3 separate regions of the Rattus norvegicus genome follow, and all the other regions are linked to region 3. Evidence: chromatin contacts called from public Hi-C data. All regions are on one chromosome and are shown on one strand. Each heading gives the region's core, a stretch centred on a gene start, on an enhancer-like site or on the middle of the called end of the contact. The rest is flanking DNA. Distances are from core to core; before and after follow the strand shown. Region 1 holds the start of Ccdc80 (coiled-coil domain containing 80). Region 2 overlaps Boc (BOC cell adhesion associated, oncogene regulated). Region 3 holds the start of Nepro (nucleolus and neural progenitor protein).

What was found. A called contact is a pair of places that touch in the nucleus more often than the background predicts.
Region 1: a Hi-C map of Schwann cells shows a contact between it and region 3, with 10 times the contacts expected there. The contact joins the promoter of Ccdc80 here to the promoter of Nepro in region 3. A contact is called at or near these places in 11 of 12 Hi-C or Micro-C datasets (the A7r5 cell line, the Rat2 cell line, Schwann cells and 7 more) and 1 of 1 datasets of contacts at active chromatin or transcription factors (oligodendrocytes).
Region 2: a Hi-C map of hepatocytes shows a contact between it and region 3, with 3 times the contacts expected there. The contact joins the enhancer-like site here to the promoter of Nepro in region 3. A contact is called at or near these places in 12 of 12 Hi-C or Micro-C datasets (the A7r5 cell line, the Rat2 cell line, Schwann cells and 7 more) and 1 of 1 datasets of contacts at active chromatin or transcription factors (oligodendrocytes).

Annotation. Positions count from the first base shown.
Region 1 is chr11:69,223,372-69,227,565 of GRCr8, forward strand. It overlaps Ccdc80 (coiled-coil domain containing 80), which reads right to left and starts at 1,473. Exons shown (of 8, transcript NM_022543.2): 1 at 1,097-1,473; 2 at 1-652. The coding sequence starts at 641.
Region 2 is chr11:69,702,665-69,706,321 of GRCr8, forward strand. It overlaps Boc (BOC cell adhesion associated, oncogene regulated), which reads left to right. Exons shown (of 19, transcript NM_001108317.2): 19 at 578-1,345. The coding sequence ends at 765. It overlaps Cfap44 (cilia and flagella associated protein 44), which reads right to left. Exons shown (of 35, transcript NM_001134590.2): 35 at 3,055-3,657. Among named protein-coding and RNA genes, the nearest start is that of Boc, 76 kb to the left of the region's middle. Within about 2 kb of position 2,132, at least 4 of the 93 cell types and tissues checked have an H3K27ac peak or open chromatin away from gene starts, as enhancers often do.
Region 3 is chr11:69,474,157-69,478,034 of GRCr8, forward strand. It overlaps Nepro (nucleolus and neural progenitor protein), which reads right to left and starts at 2,273. Exons shown (of 9, transcript NM_001009678.1): 1 at 2,125-2,273. The coding sequence starts at 2,230.

The sequences.
Region 1 (4,194 bases), core at 223-2,722, 250 kb before region 3:
AGAGGCTGCTCCAGGATCTGCCCCTCACTGGTGATCCTCCGTACCTTCCCCCCTTCCTCCCCTGCCTGGTGGAACAGCACAATCTGTTGAATGTGCCTTTCTGCCAGCTCACAGTACACATCATCCTTCAGGAGGCTCATCATGAGGCGGTAGTAACCCTCTGAGGCATGAGGGGCTGAGATGACCCACACCCTGTTCTTTCCTGCAAAGCTGGCCAGGATATTGGGAGAACTGGATCCAGAGGGGAATCGCAACATTCTTGTCCGAGCAGAGGACCCCTCATCTCGGACCATCTCACTCGCGGAGCCCCTAGCTATGGGTTTCAACTCAGGTCTGACTGGGGCTCCATTGATACCTGAGGGGGGCGGTCTCACAGTCGGGTGAGCTAATCTCAACACTGGTACACTCTTCCTCCTTTGGAAAGACTGAGGATTTGGTTCTTCCTGAGTGGATTTCTCAACTCCACCAGACCTCCCAGTGTGCCTCAGATATCGAGCTGACCTACTGCTGATTGGAGAAGCCAAAGGTACTTTCCTTCCTGGGCGGCCATCGCTATCCAAGGCAGAAGACTGAGATGCTGATCCACACACCAGCCACATGGCCAAGAGCATGGTGAAGTGGGGTCCCATTTTCCACGTCATTGTGTTATCCACTTGGGGAAGTAGAGGGAGCATAATACAAAAATAAAAATAAAATAAAATGAGAAGGGAGAAAAAGAAAAGAAAAAATCATTAATTGCAAACAGAGTTGGGCATTCTCTCTCTCTCTCTCTCTCTCTCTCTCTCTCTCTCTCTCTTTCCTGGCTAAGGAGAAGGACAGGGGGTAAAGAAGAAAAAGGAGGGAACGCGGAGGAGAGAAAAGGGAATGAGAGCTTCTCTCACGCTGCTGTGATTGTCAGTGCTTAGCAGAGGCAGTCGTTAAGCAGGAAATCCCCCTTTGCTTCCCAGGCAGCCGGCTTGAGGCATGCCTGCTCTGCCTAGGCTGTGCTCCGGATGCACCAGAGACCGTGTAAACGGAGCATTCACATTATGAGCACATTCACACTTCGTGCAAGCAACAAGAGACAAACACCAGAGAGCAAAGTTTGCACACTTACACAGTGGTTCATGGAGATGGCGTGCAGAGGCTTTTAAAAGAAACTTGAAGGTTGGTCCCGAGGACAGTTTCCTAGGTGAGATCGTTTCTCCTTCCTGCCCTCAGTCTCCTTGTGGAGGGTGAGCAATACAAAAGGGTATGCTGGGTTCCTGTCTGCAAAGCGGCCCCAGGGAGGCCAGTCTGGGCTGATTCCTCTTTCTGGCTGTCTTTTACCTTCTGGTCCAGTGGGATGGGGTGACTGTTGCTGTCCCTGGGACTGTTTGTATCTCCATTTGTCTGCAGTTCCTCCTGGATCTGTGTGTGCCGGTCCTTGGCTGCCACAAGGTTTTTCCTAAAAGTGAAGTCCTGGTGAGTTCTGAAGCTCGCTCTTCCCTTCTCTGGAGTTCCCAGAACTTCTTATCACCCTTCCCCTCCCGCAGCCTGGCTGAGCCCCTTTGTTTCCGAGCTTAAAAACACTGGGATTAATATGTTTTCCAGGCTGAGGGAAAACAGAGGAGTGTGAACGTGAAAAGGGGACAATTTCCCCCTTTCCTTCCGTCTCTCCTCCTTTTATTTCTCCCCACCTTCTTTTCTCCTTCCCCCCCCCCCCTTCTCCTTCTATTTCTTCCTCATCTGGATTCCATCCCAGACATGTCAGGGCTACTTCAGGTTTGCTCCAAACCAAACTCAAACAACAGCAGCCACTGGAAATGGAGAAAAATTCACTAAGAATTTAACAGATCAGCAAAACACGCCTCCTTCCCCCCCTCTTCAGTGCACGGAGAGTCCGTGAACCTGGCGAGGAAGGAGAGGGTTGTACTTAGGCTGGGAAAAGTTTTGAAACTCTACACATCACCGTAAATCACTTCAGAATAGGATGACCGACGAGGACTTAACCCCTTCCGTACCGAGCCATGGGGCGGGGCCTTCTTTCCCTGTGGACTCTCACGCTCTCAAGTTTGAACGGGGGAAATGTGAGGACATTGCTCCACCTGACTGGGTCTCCTAGCAACAGCCACTCATTTGGGCCACAGAAATTGGTGTTGCACACGGAGGCAGTACGCATCTATTCATAGTTCCACCTGTGTATTCTTATCTCTTTCTGCCTGTTTCACGCTTTGAGTTTTGGGGTTGGAAAAGCCCATGGAAAACATGACTAAGTTGTCTCTATATTATGCTAATTGGGGCTCGAGTTACTGTGTTCTTGGGATGTATTTCTCCTTGGGATGGGTGGAAGCTGGTAAAAGGTTAGCAATGCAGGCAAAGGCTGCTGTCTCCTGAGACTGAAGTTGGACATTACATCAGAGAATGGGCATTCTGGTTCACAGCTTCTCTCTCTCTCTCTCTCTCTCTCTCTCTCTCTCTCTGTGTGTGTGTGTGTGTGTGTGTGTGTGTGTGTGTGTTATATTATTCAGCTCCCCAGATACTTTAGGAATCTAAAATCCTTAGTCAGGCCCTAGAAGTGGCTTGTATGCCTGGGTGGGGAGATGGCTCAGCTGGTAAAGTGTTTGCTTCTTGAGCATGAGAACCTGAATCCCCAGCACTTACATAAAAACTGGGCACCGAGGCTGTAACCCCACCACTGGGGAAAAGAAGCAGAGGCAGGTGGATCCCTGGAACTCACTGCCCAGCCTGTCTAGCTGAATCAACAAGCTTCAGGTTCAGTGAAAGCCCCTGCCTCAAAAAAGTAAGGTGGAGGGGCTAGTTAGACTCACTGGTTAAGAGCATTAGTGGTCTTTTGAAGAGGACCTGGATTTGATTTCTAACACCACATGGTGGCCCACAGTCATCCAAAGCTACAGTTCCTGGCAATGTGGATCTTTCTGACTTCTGTAGTCACCAGGCATTGTGCGCGCGCGCACACACACACACACACACACACACACACACACACACACACAAAGGAAAAGCTTTCATACACATTAAACAAATAAGGTAGAGAGTGACTGAGGAGGTGTCAGCATCTGAGCTCCACTCCCTGCTATGCGTGCACACAGGTGAATATGCACAGACACACATAAGACACACACCCACACAAACACACTCACACAAAGAAAAAGTTGTATCAGGCTCTATGGGAGAGACTGTGGCAGCTTTCCCACCCACCTTCTGGGTCTGCCATGAGAACTCAGCTTCAGGGGAGAAGAGAAGACATCTCAGGTCCCATGGGCATTCCTCCCACCCTCTCCCAATTACTGTTAACTGTCCACAACAGTGGCAACCAGGATCCAACGAAGACCCGTGAACTAAGCCAGACAAATGGCTTCTCTCAATGGGTGAAAACCTCACCCCCAGTTCCATCCACCCCTCAATCGGCTCCATCTTTCCCAGTTCCATGCGCCTTCCCTGCACATAAAGCTCTGAGCAGAGAGGTAAGGAAATTCCTGTGGGTGGTGTTGGATGTAGCACTCTTATCTCATTGTTCAGAGTGCACAGGATACCACCAGGCAGGAAGGATGTACATACCTGGGAGGTAATAGGATGACTTCCCTCCCCAATTAAGGCTTGGCAGAGGCTTGGGATGTTTCAATACATTTCTTGTTACCACACAAATGATTAAGTGGATGTGATGCTGACGTTCAGACATGGTGTCCCACATCGGGGTTTCCTGCCTTTGTTTTCCATTTTCTGCCCACATTCTTCCTTTTTTAAAATACACTCTCAGTTTCTTTGTGGTTTCCATTTTCATAAAAGAATCTCTCATTGTTTTGTTCAACCAGAACAATGCTTTCAGAAACAATTGGTCAACTCAGCTTTTGCCTTTCTCAGTAGATCCTTGAACATCTCATCCTACTTCCTTAATCTTGTATTTTGAAGAGGACCTGGATTTGATTTCCAACACCACATGGTGGCCCACAGTCATCCAAAGCTACAGTTCCTGGCAATGTGGATCTTTCTGACTTCTGTAGTCACCAGGCATTGTGCACGCATGCATGCGAGTATTCCACGAACCCTCCCAAACCATGTGAACAACATTGGACAATCCGTGCTCCGTGGGGAAGTAAAGCTGAGGTAGTTATGAAAGCAAGCTGGCAGCATCCATAGGGAAAGCCACCAAAACTCTGAGCTGCCTTTCTCTTCCTGGTACCTCAGGCTCTCCTTCCGTCTCCGACATTGTGT
Region 2 (3,657 bases), core at 882-3,381, 230 kb after region 3:
TGAGATTCAGGGCCATTCGAAGTCTTTCTCTCACCACATGGAGACCTCTCTGATCCTGTTCTGTCATATCTCAATTAGGGAGTGGTTCTTATCAATCATTAGGGAGTCATGCTTGTATACACATCACCACTGTAACTGTGTATGCCCACAGAACTTGTTTGAGGGGCCACCCCTGCCCATAGCTCCCTTTCTACCCACTTCGAGCAAATCTGCAAGGACTCAGTTGGGCACTTGGTACTTCAGAGGCTTAGCTGGTGTGTATGCTCCTGCTGTGATGACCCTAGACCCTGTCCCTAGGACATGGAATTCTAAGGACCATGAGCTCCAAAGCCAGACCAATCATCAGGAAAACAAGATTTGGTTGGACGAGGGGAATGGATTGTGAGGTAGAACCAGCCTGGCTAGAGAGAGCTAGGCCTCCCTCTGTGTTTTATGTGTGTATGGCTGATGGCTACAAGCATAGGTGATTAGTAAGGGTTCTCCCCTTCTAGGGCCAGTGTGACCAGCTGTAGGTAGAGATTAGCTCAGGACTGTTTGATGAGTCTAGATTTTAATGTCTTCTTTTTCCTCTTCACAGGACCCCGGTGTTGTTTAGGTCTTGTACCAGTTGAAGAGGTAGACAGTTCTGACTCCTGCCAAGTGGGTGGAGGAGACTGCTGTCCCCAGCACCCTTCAGGGACCTACACAGGACAAGAACTTGGGGTGCGCCTCTCTCCCAGCCCATCAGTTCATGTGTCCTTTGAAACACCACCTCCCACAATTTAGGCCGACGCCAATATGCCCGAAAGACTATATATTATATGTTTGTTTGTTTGTTGACAGAGAAAAATTGGTATTTATTTTTCTATTATAGCCATATTTATATATTTATGTACTTGTAAATAAATGTATATGTGTTTCTATAATTCTGGAGAGATATGGAATCCTCCCCGTTCTGGCACAAGACAGAAAACAAACAGCTGAGTAGCTGGAGACCAGTGGAAGTGAGTGTCATAGATAGTCAGGCTGCAGATGGACCACAGAACCAGCAGCTCCAGGGGCTCCGGGAGGCCTCAGAAGCTGCAGTCGAGTTGGCGGAAGGACCCTAAGCACACTGTTCAGGAAGAACGCAAGGGATAAAGCAAAAGCCATGGTGCTGCAGACTGACACCACCCGGAAGCCACTCAGGTTTGGTGGCATAGGACAGGTTTCCGAGATGTCACGAGAAAAACCCCAGATGTGTACAGCACTCTAAGCATTAACAGTCTCCCAGAACCAATAATCGGTGGCAACATATCTCTGTAAAAACAAACACTGTAACTTCTAAATAAATGTTTAGTCTTCCCTGTAATCTTCATCATAGTCACGCATGAGTCAGCGTTTTCTTTAGCCGTCGGGAGTCCCGTCTTCCAGTAGCTAAAGAACTGCTCCAGACGATTTCCAATCCATCAAGTGATAAAATCGGGAAACAGTAGCAGATGTTTTTCATATTTCTTTGTCTTTTTAAACAATGAACACTGGGTTTGGATTCATGTAACATGACATCACAAACTGTTTACTCCAAGAAGGAGTACACAGATGGGAGGCAAATTCACTGTTCTGTTGCTGGACAGGAGGTAAGCATCTGCCACGTTGAAGGAATGAAGCTAATTCTTCTTGTGTAGGTGTGTGTGTGTTAAAAGACCAAATATTGCCTCTAAAACACATAGTGCTATGCTACCCCATTAACATGTGGTCCTTAATAGGTTCCCTTCATTCTAAAGTTACCATTGCTGGAGGAGTTGTCCCATTTCAAACCAACATCATCAATAGGGTGTGTGTGTGTGTGTGTGTGTGTGTGTGTGTGTGTGTGTGTGTGTGTGTGTGTGTGTGTGTGTGTGTACGTGCATGCGTGCATGTGTGAGAGAGAGAGAACTTAAAACCTTTGTGTGGCTAGACTTAATTAGAAACTGAAAATTTTAATGCAAATCTTCACACATTTTGCGTATGCATTGTGCGAGGAGGGATTGTATATTTCAGGAAAATGAAGAGTTGAAATTCAGCCTGGCACATTTAATCTTATTAAGAGTTGTATCAGCCAGCTTTTACTCTGTGAAGTTGAGAAACAGGATCTAAGGTAGACTGGGATGAGTCCACCATCTGCTGGCCTGAATGAGTACTGCACACAGCCTCTTTAGACTTGTGTTGTCCGGTTTCTACAGAAGGCAGCTGATGTGAACAAGAACTGTGCTCAAAATGCAGCACGATTTTCAGGAAGGCAGTGCTTTTAAAGCATTTATAGAAATAAGTGTAAGGAACATGGAAATTAGGAGCATGAGATCTAATCCTGGCCGAGAAGAAGTAAGATATGTGATTTCAAACACGGGGATCGAAGCCTTTTAATGGTCACTTCCAGGAGAGGAATGGGCAGAGCAATTGTTTCCAGTCTTTGTTTATGCACCTCAAATCTGAGCTGTAGTTCACTCGACAGACTGTTGGAAACTTTTTTTTAAAGCCTAATTTTGCCTCTTCTCCATGATCTAAAGGAATTGTCAAAGTGGGTTTTGGGGAATGCCACTTATAGGCAACCTACTTCCTGAACTCTTCCGGAACAGTCAGACACCAAAGGAGTTGCCCAGGCTTCCTAAGATCCTGGTTACCAGGTTTGCTAATCAGATCCCTGAGCCCCACAAACCTCTATCCTCTAGTGCGATAACTTGTTTTTAAAGCTAAGTTTCGAGGCAACTTTTTGTGCATTAGTGAGCAATGAAGGCTATGATTAGCACCTGTTCACTTTCATTAGTGAAAGCATGCATAGCTGAGTGTAGAGACCAGGTTACCTCAATCCACTCCATAATGTATGAAGCAATGGCTAATTGCTTTTTGGGTGGCCTTGCCCTTTAGTCTGCGCCCCGCCCCCTCCCCCCACCAACAAGAACCGTACAAATCCAGACGCAGATTCTTCACGCTGTGTTTGTATGATGCAGACACTGCTACCATGTCCGACATGGACCATGGGTCAGGGTTTGGTCATTTTTTCAAGTAAGACGGTACTACCTACCAACTAGCCAAGTAGACAGGGAACATGCAGACACATGGGTGTGTTAGAATTATATCAGAAAAAGAAACAGGCCCAATAACATACGCAATACACCTTAACTGTCACATGAACACCATAACACTAACATCTAACACTGTGGGGGAACAGCCTTTAGCCAGTCATCTGACCCCCAGAAAGTGTGCTAGAGATTACCGACATACAAGCATTCTGGAGGCTTCTACTATGATGCTGCCGTCGGTCCATCTGGACCCGGCCTTGAGCCCAGCATTTCTGCAGCTGGGGTCAAACCCCAGCTTTGCTCCCAGAGAGCTAACTGGGCTGAATCGTGTGGCCTGGTTCATCTGGGCTTGGCTTCCAACTGGCGTCTATAGCATTTAACCGTTTTAAATGAGTGCATCGGTATCAGCTCCCTTGCTTCCCCTGGTAAGGCCTCTCTGAGCTCTGTGGCCTGGAACTTCCTTGTAGCCATTTATAGATACACGTACTCACACAGATGACATTTTACTGTGCGAAATGTAACCTGTGATCTGTGATCAAGAGTGCAGTCAAACGTTACAAATAACAATAGCCAACGGTGGGGGAACTTGGGCTACTCTGTAAATTGCTGCCAAGAGAGCTGATGTGCCTTGGGACTGTAT
Region 3 (3,878 bases), core at 1,023-3,522:
TTTTTTTTAAAGATTTATTTATTTTATAAGTACATTGTAGCTGTCTCCAGACACACCAGAAGAAGGCATCAGATCCCATTTCAGATGGTTGTGAGCGACTATGCAGTTTCTGGGAATTGAACTCAGGACCTCTGGAAGAGCAGTCTTAACCACTGAGCCATCTGTCCAGCCCCTTGGATAAGAATATATAATACACTCAGCCCCTCTACCTGTGAGGGCCATCTGTGTATTCAACCAACCTCACACTGAATATAGTCCCCCAAAATTCCATCTGTAATCCATTTCAATAGCAGTCACATTATATAGGATTTCATAAACACTGTAGAGATATTGTTAATGTCTATTGAAAGATGTCTGTAGGTCCTACTGCAAATACTATCTACCATGTACAGAGTTTTTTATATGAAGGGATTCCTAGAACCAATCCCCGATGGATATCAATGGGAAACTACATTCAGAAAAGGGAAACCACCAGGGCCACTGGAAATTGTATCATGGAACTGGGTACACAAATGTTTCCTAATCAGAACATGAGCAGCTGTGAAGCAGGTGTCATGTGCCACCTGGTGGCTCAGGAAGGAAACACAAATATTCTCGTGAAAATCTGTTCCTCCTATCTGGAGAAATTAAATAACCTGAGTGATGAGTTGGTGAATTTCCCACAATAGTTTGTTTTTAAAATTGTGACTAGAGAGGAATTAGAAAGAGCTTTAAACTGCACAGGATCAATATATGGGAAGAGGGGTGAGATGACTTGATAGGCTGTACTTAACAATTACCAAATGTGTCTATTTAATGACAACCACTGTCAGTTGACTGTCAATCCAGTTACAAATGTTTCCTTTCTATTCTCCCTATATCGCCAAGAAGCTGGTACTATTTTTTATTCCCATTTTTGAGTGGGATAAAACCTGCTTTAAAAGTAACAAAAGTCTTAGCTGACAGTTATAGGACCATAAGCAGTTTCAAAAACAAAAGCGACAAAAAGTTAAATATGAGTTAACCCTGAAAACTACAGCGGATATTGGTGGCTGTGTCTCCTGGTCTGAATGTCCCTTTGTGATTAAACATCCTTCAAGCTGTAGGTAGGCTGCTCTCGTATTAAAAACTAAGGTACTCAGGTATTACTTCACAGTTCGAAAGACCTCCACCTCATTACAATATTTAGGTTTTAATATTTTATTATGTGGGGGGGGGGGCGGGCTGAGAAGGTTGAAGCACAGCACTGAGTCCATGGGAAACATGGAACATACTCTCACGTTCTACCGTAAATCCTGAGAATCAATGAAATCTGGTATTTCATTTCGGCTAGGTCATAATTCGTTCCGCCCATCCAACTGGCTTTTCTAAAGGATCATGGGAAGAACGTTCCAAACGAGCATCTGCCCAAGATTTGGGAGCGGGTAAATCAAATCGCTTGATACCATGAATATGCATAAACACCTCATTTAATCTAAATTAAAACTCAACACACGCCCCACGGAGCTGCCACCAACATCTCTTTGGGAGCCTTTGTTTTCTAAGTAAATTGATGTTTTTAAGATTTATTTATTTTATATATAAGTACACTGTAGCTGTCTTCAGACACACCAAAAGAGGAATTGGATCCCATTACAGATGGTTGTGAGCCACCACGTGGTTGCTGGGAATTGAACTCAGGACCTCTGGAAGAGCAGTCAGCGCTCTTAATCACAGAGCCATCTCTCCAGCTAAACTGCTAAAAACTGTCTCGGTTTTTCCCCCCTTGAAGAACCAAGAGACCTGAGGTAACGCCCCGGTAAGGAGAAAACGAGCTCCATATTTTAAAGACAAGCCCGAAGTCCGAGGCAGGATACTTGAGTGACAGCCCCGATCCTAGGGAACAGTACAGGATCCAGGCAGCGTTTGGGGGTTACGTGCTGCACATGCCAGGTCCCGCCTAGCCGTGCTTTCAGGTTCCACATGTGGAACGCAGCAACCCAGCAACCCCCTACACATCCTCACGCCACACTACTCAGGCAGGACCTTCCGCCTGGCGCGCCCCTTCCCGGCGTGCCCCGCGCTCAGGAAGTCCCACCCCGTCCCACGTGCGCAGGCCCCCGGACTCCGGGAAACACGCGGAACCTCCTCGCCGGCCTCACTCACCCAGGGTGGCGCTGGGATCCTGCACTGTCAGTGTGCTGCAGTTCCCCGCCTGGGGGATCTTCACGCGGTTCCACGGCTCCGCGGCTGGCCGTACGGCCGCGGCCATCTTGAGCGGCGCGGGAGGGCCTGGGAAGGCCGAGCTGGGCGAAAGCGAGTAGAGCGGCCCTGGCGGGAGAGGAAGGGAGGAGGAAGTGAGGGGCGGGGCGAGCCGGAGGTGTGCTGCCCGGGCCTTGGGGCGGAGTCTCGGTGGGTTAGGACCTCTGGGAAAGGAGAAAGTAGTTATTTTTGAGTTCCTTGAAGAGCATTCTGAGGCACTTACTAGTTTGGAGCAACTTCGAAGCTATATATTTTACAGATGAGTTCGAGTGAGGCCCAGCCCTTAGCTCTTACTCGGATATTTTGAAAAGAAAAACTCGGATCATATCAAATGTGGCATTTGTCACGTAGTAACGATTTATTTTGAGTAGTCAAGGAAAACTACATAGTTTAGATATAACCCAACTTTCGATAATTACAAAAAACCCGGAGGTTGTCTTGACAATCTATTATCACCGTCATTTTTTTGGACAAAATATTCCAGGCTCTGCTGGGTCTTATCGCTGATAAATGATTTTCGTTCTAAGCTATTGGTGCCTTCTTGCTTATGTTCCTTTAACAATGTGGAGAGGAGCAGTTGTTGGGTATTAGAGAATGCTAAGTTACTTCATTATGTCTGCCCATTACCATATACTAGCAACGTGATCGCAAAAAGTTAATTTTCTCGGACCTCAGCATGTTTGTGAGACTTATTAGAACTGAGCCTGCTATACGAATTTTTACCCTTACCAGATTTGCATTTAATGCAAGTAATCTTGCCCTACTGAGACGCTTTCTGTCCTATGTGTTCCTTGCAGATAATTTTTCTTTCATCTGGACCATCTCCTTGAAACAATCTCACTTCCTCATTCAGCTCTGGGACCACTATCTTTGATAATTCTAACTAAACAACTATCCTCACTCGATAACTACTTAGATGCCCTTTAATGCACTACCAAATGGCCTGTACATTAGTTTACTATTTGGGCTGAAATAAATTACCACAGACTTAAAAGAATCAACACCAAGTTTCTGGATTTGTGGAAGACATTTTTTTAGTTGGAGATGTATGGTGCATACATGTCGGAGGCTGGGTTAGTGGTTAGGGTCTTCCTCTGCCACTGTCCACCTTTGCTTTTAAGTTAGGTTCTCCCACTGATCCTGGACCTCAGTGTTTGGTGGTCAGTCCCCAGAGTCATCCTTTCCCCATCCCAATTAACAGGGGAATGAGGATCTGAACTCAGTTTCTTATATTTATACAGCAAGTACTTTACCCTCTGAAACATCTCCCCAGCTCCAGTTCGACCAGGGATAGAAAGAGATAAGAGAAGCCAAGAGTGAGAGCTCTGTGTTTTGACAAAGGAAGATCCAAGGTCAATGAAGAATAGAGACAAGGAAATGGTGTTCTCTGTTCTATGAGCAGTGCATATTGGAATTGAAGCTTCTAGGAACTGGGCACTTGGAAGAAGCTTTAAGTTTTTAAGTCATACTTGGAAACTTGTAGACTCTAGAGAAAGACTATCACTGACACAGATGACCATCAAATATGTAAAACCTTACATACCTTAGTAATCCAAGAAATGCATATTAGAATAATTTTGAGGTGCTATTAAATAGAAGAAATATATACTCATTACGTGCTGCCTGATGCCCACGGCAGTGAGAAGAGGGTATTGGAT